Linked DNA regions of Mus musculus: region 1 is linked to region 2. A link is a contact called in public HiChIP or PLAC-seq data. All regions are on one chromosome and are shown on one strand. The core of a region is the stretch at or near the end of the contact, and the rest is flanking DNA. Distances in the headings are between cores, read along the strand shown. Region 1 holds the start of Grina (glutamate receptor, ionotropic, N-methyl D-aspartate-associated protein 1 (glutamate binding)). Region 2 holds the start of Gsdmd (gasdermin D).

What was found. HiChIP or PLAC-seq counts read pairs in DNA pulled down with a chosen protein or histone mark.
Region 1: a contact with region 2 is called in a FOXA1 HiChIP or PLAC-seq map of pancreatic cancer cells. The contact joins the promoter of Grina here to the promoter of Gsdmd in region 2. A contact is called at or near these places in 1 of 39 promoter capture datasets (cranial neural crest) and 2 of 115 datasets of contacts at active chromatin or transcription factors (memory CD8 T cells and pancreatic cancer cells).

The regions. Positions count from the first base shown.
Region 1 is chr15:76,243,744-76,248,225 of GRCm38.p6, reverse strand. Grina (glutamate receptor, ionotropic, N-methyl D-aspartate-associated protein 1 (glutamate binding)) reads right to left here and starts at 1,419. Exons shown (of 7, transcript NM_023168.3): 1 at 1,326-1,419; 2 at 49-375. The coding sequence starts at 352. It overlaps Mir6953 (microRNA 6953), which reads right to left and starts at 35; the gene lies at 1-35.
Region 2 is chr15:75,859,830-75,864,258 of GRCm38.p6, reverse strand. It overlaps Gsdmd (gasdermin D), which reads right to left and starts at 1,920. Exons shown (of 11, transcript NM_026960.4): 1 at 1,778-1,920; 2 at 631-854; 3 at 1-15. The coding sequence starts at 850.

The DNA of each region.
Region 1 (4,482 bases), core at 170-2,669, 380 kb before region 2:
AGGGCACTTGAATCCCTGCCCCTGCCCCTTACCCTTCCCTACACTTACAGCCAGGGTCCTGGAAGGGTGGTGGCTGTCCATAGGGGTTGGGCGGGAAGGGGCTCTGTGGGTATGGCCCCTGTGGGTAGCCTCCTTGAGGGTAGGGCCCTTGAGGGTAACCACCCTGTGGATAGGGGCTGGGACCATGGGGATATCCTGGCTGACCATAGGGAGAGGGCTGGAAAGGGGCCTGTGGGTATGGGGCCCCAGGGTAGGGAGCCTGAACATAGGGAGGCATAGGGGCTTGGGGCCCCACAATGTTTTGGGGAGGATAACTGTCCCCAGACACCAAGAAACTCTTTTCATGGGACATGGCCTCGGGTTCTGTGGCTGCCCCTAGAGGAGAAAGAGAGAACAGTTAGCTCTGAGAGACTGAAACCAGTGACAGCCATACCTGCTGCGGACCAAGGAAGAAAACAACAACAACAACAAAAACAACTGGCCATGACCTTTGTACAGGGCTGTAGGGAGTCACAGAACAAGGAGGCGTTGGGTGGGGCACGGGAGACCGATGTGGACCCCTTGGAAGGGGCTCCTCTAGCTCGACCTGGGGTGGGGGATGGGAGGAAGAGTGATGGCTGTCAGCCTCAGCTTGGAGCTTGGGAGATGCCTTCTCACCGCTGCGGGTCTTTCGGGTCAGAGCTCAGCAACGAAGAGTCTAGAGGCACAGCGCAGTGGCTAAAGAGGTGTGGGGGTGTGCCCTGGCTCTCCCCGTCCTATCCCTCCTATTAAGCAGCTTGAAGGGGCCAGCGCTAGCGGCTATTTCTATCCGAGGAAATCCCCAGGCCATCTGTGACCAGCGGGAACCCTGACCCTCCTCTTAAGCACAGGGCTGAATGTCCCTAGCTCCGGGTACTGAATGCAGGCCTGTATTGGCTGCTAAGGTGTCTGCTAGTAGGGTACGCCAGGAACAGAGGGGTGCGGGGGTGTGTGGGGGATGGAAGCGACCAGAGGGCGTTCAAGGGAACAAAGCAGGGATGGGGACGACGGAGGAGGGGGCGGTGGCCACAGAATGCGCCCCGAGGGTGGATTGGTCGTCTTGTCGGGTTGGGGGTCGCTGGGCTTCGGGTCTGGGCCGCTACAGAGCGCCGCCCTCTCCCTCTTGCTCAGGGCCGCCAGAGCTCCCCACCCCCAATGATGCCACCAGTCTGGGTGAGCGGGCCGCGAGTCCTGACCGAACCAACTGACCCGAGGCGGTCGCGCTCAGTAACACAGGGAAGGGACGGCCGACTGACAGGGGGGCTACGGCGGCGGTACACTCTTGGGATTGGTCGGGGGGGACTCACCGCTCCCGGGAGCCAGAGACCGGTGCTTACGGTGCCCGCTGCGCAGCCGCGCGCGGTGATGGCCGGTGCGTCCGCACCTGCACCCGCTGGGCGGCCGGATTGCTTGGGCCTGCGCCTGCCGCTGGGGAGACGCAGAAGAGCCTTGTGACTGGGCGGGCCTTATGATGGGGCGGGGCCTTGTGATGGGGCGGGGCCTTGTGGTGGGGTGGGGTCTTGGGCGGGGCGGGGCGGGGCGGGGCCTTGATGTAAGGCGAATGTTGTCACCTGTCCCGGAGCTTCTGAGCCTACAGAAACTGCTTGGTCCAGCTTGCCTAGGCAGTCTGCTATTGTCTGTAGGCGTCCTAAGTCAGAGTCCTGAAGCCCTGCGCTTTCTGATCAGAGATGGTTGGGTTCTGGCGTGGGTGCTAACGACTTCGGGAGGCAAGACTCTCTTTAGCTTATGTAGCTCTCTATTGATGAATTCAATATCGATTCCTAAATCCAGGATTTACTGAAGCCTCCAAGGACTCTTGGAGAGTCCTTCTTGGCCTTTCATTTTGAGACAAGGTCTCAGTCAGTAACCACAGCTGGCTTGGAACTCACTATGCAACACAGGCTTACCTCAGACATGGGGCAGTCCTCCTGCCTTAGCTTTCCAACTACACTTACAACACGAACCACGACACCCAGACACTTGCTTGCTTTAAGACACAGCATTCACAGCTGGGTGGTAGTGGCACATGCCTTGAGGCAGAGGCGGGTGGATCTCTTGAGTTTGAGGCCAGCCTGATCTACAGAGCGAGTTCCAGGACAGCCAAGCCAGCACTGCATAGTGAGACCCTGTCCTGACAAACAACAACAAAAGCCACAACATTCATTTTATCCACACCTAGTCCAGATCAAGAGACTTAATCGTTTAATTGTCCCATTCTCTCCATACTCTTGTCACTTAACCTCAGATCCTCAAAATAATCTTGTCAGGACATAGAGGGTGAGGCCAACTCCCTGCTTCACTTCTGGGGGGTGGGGCGGGGAGAAGGGAAGGGGAGTGCTTCTTGAGGAAATTTTCCCTTGGGTGGTCTCCTGGTCCTCAGTGTCTTGAGGACATCCGGTTCTCTCCTGGTTCTTGGTGTATGGCCACTCTGAGACCGTATAGTAAGCTTGGGAAAGGGTCCTCTCCTGTATCCATATAGTGCTGCTTAACAGCTGGACCTAGTGTAGATGTGTCCTTGGCCCATAGCTTCTGCACATGTTCCTGGGCTAAACGTGCCCGCCATGCTTACCAACAAAGTCTAGATGTGTTCTGTTGCTGTAAAGAACACCCTGATTTTTAAAAAGCAGCACCGGGGAAGAAGGTTGCATGTGGCTCACGATTCCAGGTCACAGTTCTGGAATTTCTGTCAGGTCAAGGCAAGGACTCGAGGTGCTAGACATTTCACATATACAGCCAAGAACAGGAAACCATGCTGCTTGCTTGCCTGCTCTGGGTTAGCTTTCATGTACAGTCCAGAGACATGGTGCTACACACATTCAGGGTGGATAGCCCACCCTCAGTTAACCAGAAAATCCCTCCTAGACATGCCCACCGACCAAGATGTTTTAGACAATTCCACTCTCAGGCTGTCTTTCCAGATGATCCTAGGTATCAAGTTGATGTTAAAACTAACTAGCAGAGAAGACAGTAAGGGTTTTACATCCAGTTCACAGAAATTCCTGAGGATTTAACAATGGCAGTGACATGAACTGTTCTCTTGCATCTGCGCCTGTGGCAAGCCCTCTAAGTAAAGTACAGTGTGATAGAGGGTGGTTAAGTCCTGTAAGAAGAAAGCATAGAATAGATGAGACAGGCTTTTGTAGAAGCAGACTCTCATATAATTAGTGGGCCCTTTAATAAAAGTAAAACAAGCACAAAGTTGACTATAGGGCCTCAGAAGGAGCTTGGACAACTCAGAGGTCGTTTAAGGTTTTAGCTCCATGTTAAAGATCTCACTAAGGGCTGGGTGAGGGAAATTACGGAGAAGGGATAGCCCCATGTGGCTCTGTGGGGAAGGCTAGGTCATTTGAAGTTAGAGATGGTCCAGGGATACTGGTTTAGGCAAGAGCTGAGACCTGGGAGGTTGGAGCCAAATAAACACCCAGGTGTGTTGTATGAAAAGGGATTAGAGGGATAGGAACTGGGGACAATTAGACTTTAGCTTTCACTGTCATTGGCTCCTGGGATTTGTAGCAGCCGCTGGTCCCCTGTCACCTCTGTGGAGGAGCCACAGTGGGGGTGGCAGAGAAGGAAAAAGGGTAGCATGGTCCTTCAAGAAGTCTTGGAGGCTCTCGATTGTGGGGGAGGTCATGGAGATTCAAGGACTACAGGGTTAGACATATAGACTGGGCAAAACCCCATGATCCTTTGGAAGAACAGCAGAGGTCGAGCTGGCCTGACTGGAAGGTGTGGGTAGAGAGCAGCAGCTCTGGAGATGAAAGAAACAAGCAAGCTATGGGGGCGGACAGGAAAGTGACTTCTCAAGGCACAGCCTCCAATCTGGGCATGCTTGTCCACACCTATATCTCCACCATTCAGGACTGAGAATGACAGAAGAATCCTTTCTAGTTCAAAACCAGTCCGGCCTGCACACTGAGTTTCAGGCAGTCTGGGCTACCGAGTGATACCCGGTATCAATAATAATAATAATAATAATAATAATAATAATAATAATGGCAAAGCTTAGGTGTGAGGCGAGGCCCTCTGGGTCCTGTCTGTGATTCCGGCTCCCCTTCTGTGGAAGGATGAACAGCAGAAAGGCATGTCAGCACAGTGGCTACATCGCGGGCAATGGTGATGAGCAAGGAGCATAGAAAGAAGGACTAGGCAGATGTGGGCTGAAGGGAATCACAAGGGAAAAGCTGTGTTATGATCTGAGCATTAGGCTTTTAAACAGTCACCTTTGTTTGTTTATGCGTGCACCCGCCATGCTGTGGCACACACATGGAAGACAGACAACTTGCAGGAATCAGTTCTCTATCATATGAGACCCAGGGACCAGAAAATTCGTCTCTGGGTTTGAGATTTTGGGGGGCGAAGGGTGGAACTGCTCACCCTTAGCATTTAGAAGCAAGGCTGATTATCCTCTGGGTTTGACGGTTTCTAAGAGCCGGACCCAGCCAGGGGCCAGCCTCTAAGATCAGC
Region 2 (4,429 bases), core at 671-3,170:
CAAAACACTCCGGTTCTAAAACGAGACCAGCTCTAAGGTCCTAGTCCAGGAGCCACTGCCTTGTCTTTCCTCTGTAGTGATGGGACCTTTAAAGGACTCCCTACTCAGGCTGGAGAGATGGTTCAGTGGTTGAGAGCACTGACTGCTCTTCTGAAGGTCCTGAGTTCAAATCCCAGCAACCACAGCACTACGTTCCATCGGTAAGCAGCTCAGTCTCCTGTCAGGTCAGTACCCCCTTGACCACTCTGGGACTCCACGGGTTCTATAGACGGTGGCTCACAACCGTCTGTAATGAGATCTGACGCCCTCTTCTGGTGTGTCTAAAGACAGTTACAATGTACTTACATATAATAAATAAATCTTTGGGCTAGAGCAAGTAGGGCTGGAGGGAACAGAGGTCCTGAGTTCAATTCCCAGCAACTGCATGATTGCTCACAACCATCTGTCCAACTACAGTGTATTCACATACGTAAAATAAATAAATAAATTAATTAATTAAAAAAAAAAACCTCCCTACTCTGGAAATAGGACCAGAGGAGTAGAGTTGAACATGCCCAGTTAGATGGCAGGCTGGGCTTTGCCCATTCCCTTCTGTTCAATCTTGGGGGATCAAGATGGGAAAGAAGATACCTGGTTCTGGAGCACTGGGCTCCAGGATGTCCTTGATTGACAGGTTGACACATGAATAACGGGGTTTCCAGAACCTTGAGCTTGAAAATTTCCTGTTCAGAAGGCAGTAGGGCCTGAAGCTGGTGGAGTTCCGCAGGCTGTCCACCGGAATGAGATCGCCTCTGCTGCCGCTTACCTCCTTGATCACATTCTTGACCACTTTCTCAAAGGCCGATGGCATGGTCCTGGGGGCAGACGGCAGGGCTCCGTACTTAGTTCCTCCAGCACTCAGGAACCCCATCCCTTCAAAGTAGCCTTGCCTTGTTAGTCCTGGCACATTCCTGCCCGACCAACACAACACAGACACGATTCACTCCGTGGCTCGCCTATCTGTCTCTCCTTGGGGCCACAGCACTTAGGAGGAAGAGGAGGAGGGGGAGGGGGAGGGGGAGGGGGAGGAGGAGGAGGAGGTAGTCTGTAGTAGGTCTATACTATCTACATCATTAATTACTGTGCATAGCCTTTGGCCAATTGCTAAAGTCTAAGATACCTTGTTGCTCTCCCTGGCTGAGGGCCAAGGCTGGGGAAGGAACACAAGCCCCCACTTCTAAGGGATTTAGCACAGGAGCCCACAGCAAAGCCAGTGTTCCAGGGCTCAGTGGTTTCCTCCAGGGCTCTCATGTACAGCTCTGTGAGCTACCTGACCTGATTGAACTTTCATGGGTCAGAGGCCAAAACAGGCCTGGGACAGACAACCTGGGCACTGTGGAGGAACAACTCTACACCTAGGAAACTGGGTCTCTGGGCTAACGGTGGAGAGTGAGGCAGGAAGGCCCTTGGTGATCAGGGAGGGACTTATGGGTCAAGGAATCATCCCAGAAGCCTAGAGAGTCCCCCCTCCTTCCCCTCCCCCCACTCGGTCCCCTCTTCCCGCCCCAGTGTCAAGTCCAAACCAGGCTTGTCCCACTGTATCACTAGTGGGTGACCTCCATAGAGGGTAGACCCTAGCTGCTAGGGCCCCTTCAAACTGTCTTCAAGGTATAGTGGGGCTTCTGGGAAGGGCTAAATCCCCAACTCAACAAGCAAGCATCCAGGCCATAGCGTAGACCACACTAGATAGAGGAGGGGCGGCTGGGCTCTGGAAGAGCTGGGTAGCAGGGTGGCTCACCTCGATTTTTCACCCCTGCCGAGGTATCTGGGTCCACCAAGCGAAGCGAGGACCTGCTGGGATGCCGGGGAGGGGTCTATTGTCTGCTCAACCCGGGAGCAACGGGAGCCACGACCAAGAGCGGAACTCAGGCGGCAGGACACAAAAGTGAAACCGTAAAGCTTCAGCCCGACGTAGCGGGCGCGGTGCTTTCAAGGAGCCCTCCCTCCCGGAACAGCTGCGCAGCCTGCCCTAGCCTCCTCCTCCTCCTCCTCCCCGGAGCCCGCCTGGGCTTCGGGAATTCCCTGCGATCCGGGAGCTTCGCTTTCTTCTAGTTCGGGTTCCTCCAAGTTCGCAGCGCTTCCCCCCCACCCCGCCCCCCTTTGGTTTTTTTTTTTCGAGACAGGGTTTCTCTGTGTAGCTCTGGCTGTCCTGGAACTCACTCTGTAGACCACGCTGGCCTCGAACTCAGAAATCCACCTGCCTCTGCCTCCCAAGTGCTGGGATCAAAGGCGTGCGCCACCACCACCAGGCTTCACTTATTCTTTCTTAAACACCTGGGCCATAGTAAAAGATCTGAATGGACTTCTCTAGGAATACACAACTGAACCAGTTGCCAGCAAGCACACCATTAGTTATCAGGAAAATGCAAATCAAAACTAGATAGCATCAAAGCTACTCTGCTGGCTGACATCCTAAGTAAATAGCAGTAAAGCAAACCCCATGGTCCTTGCAGACAGGAAATTGAAAACAGAGCTGCTCTAGAATACATCCACAATTTTTCAAACGGGTGAATGTAGAGTTACCAGGTGACCTAGCAATTGGACTTGTAGGTGCATATCCAAAGCAAGAGGTCATCTTGGGGTTGTGGCTATCAATGGTGAAGTGTTTCTCATACAGCAAACAGAAGGTCAAACAGATATGCCTACACCAATGTTTGCTGTAGAGTTTAAATTTTCCTCTTGAGATTTTAAAAACTTATATCCCACGTGTGGGAGTGTTTTGTCTGCATATATGCAAGTGCACCATATGTGGGTGCCAGGACTTGAGTCCCCGTCCTCTGTAAGAGCAGCAAGTGCTCTTAACCCCTGCACCATCTCTCCAGTTTCCATGGTAACATTTTAAAGAGTCAAGCAGATAACCCTCAAGTGACCTGAATGACAATCAATTCATACATAGATTAAAATTTTGTCCAGTTCTGGGCCCTGCACACACTAGGCAAGAAAGCCCCCTATGACCAAGCTCTGTCACCAACCCTCAATAGGGCGCTTGCATGGCTACTGAGAAGCTTGAGTACACCTATAAGACACATTGCAGAATGTGGATAAACCCTGAAAACACGGCCACAAGCGGAAGAAGCCAGACCAAAACTAATCCAAGCCAACCAACCAACCAACCAACCAAACAAACAAACAAACAAAAAAATGACACATCACTGTGCAAGCCATTTTGTATGAAATCCCCCAAGTAAGCCAACTGTTCATGGTTGCCAGTGTCCTGGGGTGTGGGCAGTAGCCACACGAGTTTATTTATGTATGCATTTGTTTATTTAATTTAACTTTGAGACAGGGTCTCTTTATGTATCCCCTGCTAGCCTGAAGCTCAATAAATAAACAAGACTATCTTGGGACTCACAGAGATTTACCTGCCTCTGCCTCGTGAATGCTGGGATTAAAGGCATGAGCCACCCTGCCTGTACATGTTTGAATATACTAGACTCACAGAATTATGCACTTTTAAATGGCTCGAGTGTATGATATATGAATTGCTTCTCAATAACGACATTTACTTAAAAAGCTCTGGACTCCTGGGGGGCTATAGAGATGGCCCTGCAGTTAAGAGCATGTGCAGTCTGATGGCCCCGCAGTTAAGGGCATATGCAGTCTTACAGAGGATTCAAGATCAGTTCCTAACACTCATATGGTAGCTGGTGACCAAGTTCCAGAGGATCCAGTGAGTCCTTCTGGCCTTCGTGGGCACTACACACACATAGGGCCTTACACACAGAGAGGGACATACTAGGAGACAAAGCATAAAATAAAAATAAAGAAAAAAAGTTTTAAATAAATCTGGAGTTTAGTAGAAGCATTCAACCCAGCTACAGGCTCCTCAGGGCCATAGTGTTTTGGTATCAGGTGCTGTGGACTTAACCTCCAGCACATGGTTGCTTATAATCAGCCCTCGAAGGCCTCTCTTAGGCTGTGGATTGGAACAGTGTGGCTTGAGCTTAATGTAAGGCTCTTGAGAGTGTCCCCTCTCTCAGGCTTGGCCATGGTGGAAACAGGCTACTGCCGGGTCCCTTCATTGACATCTCTCATCTCTTCAGGGATGTTTGCAGTCCAACGTTTCATTTGGACATATTGCTAGACCGAGCTGATCTCTACTGGGACCCCAGAACTCAAGCTCATTCATATTCTGACTCTAAGGGATTTGTAGGCTCTCGCTTTCGGAGGGGCCCATACACGTGATGCTTCCATGATGAAGATTGGGCACTGCTCCAGATGGGAGCTTGGCTGATGCAATTCCTTGTTCACGTTTTTCGGTACTTTAAAAGTAATCTGAAGTGAAAAGTTCTGGGGTTGTTGGCTCTAGGCATAGGGGGCTTTTCTTCTTTGCCTTCTCTCTTCCTGAGGGATCAGCATCCTTCCTGCCTTGGGGAAAGGGGATGTAAAC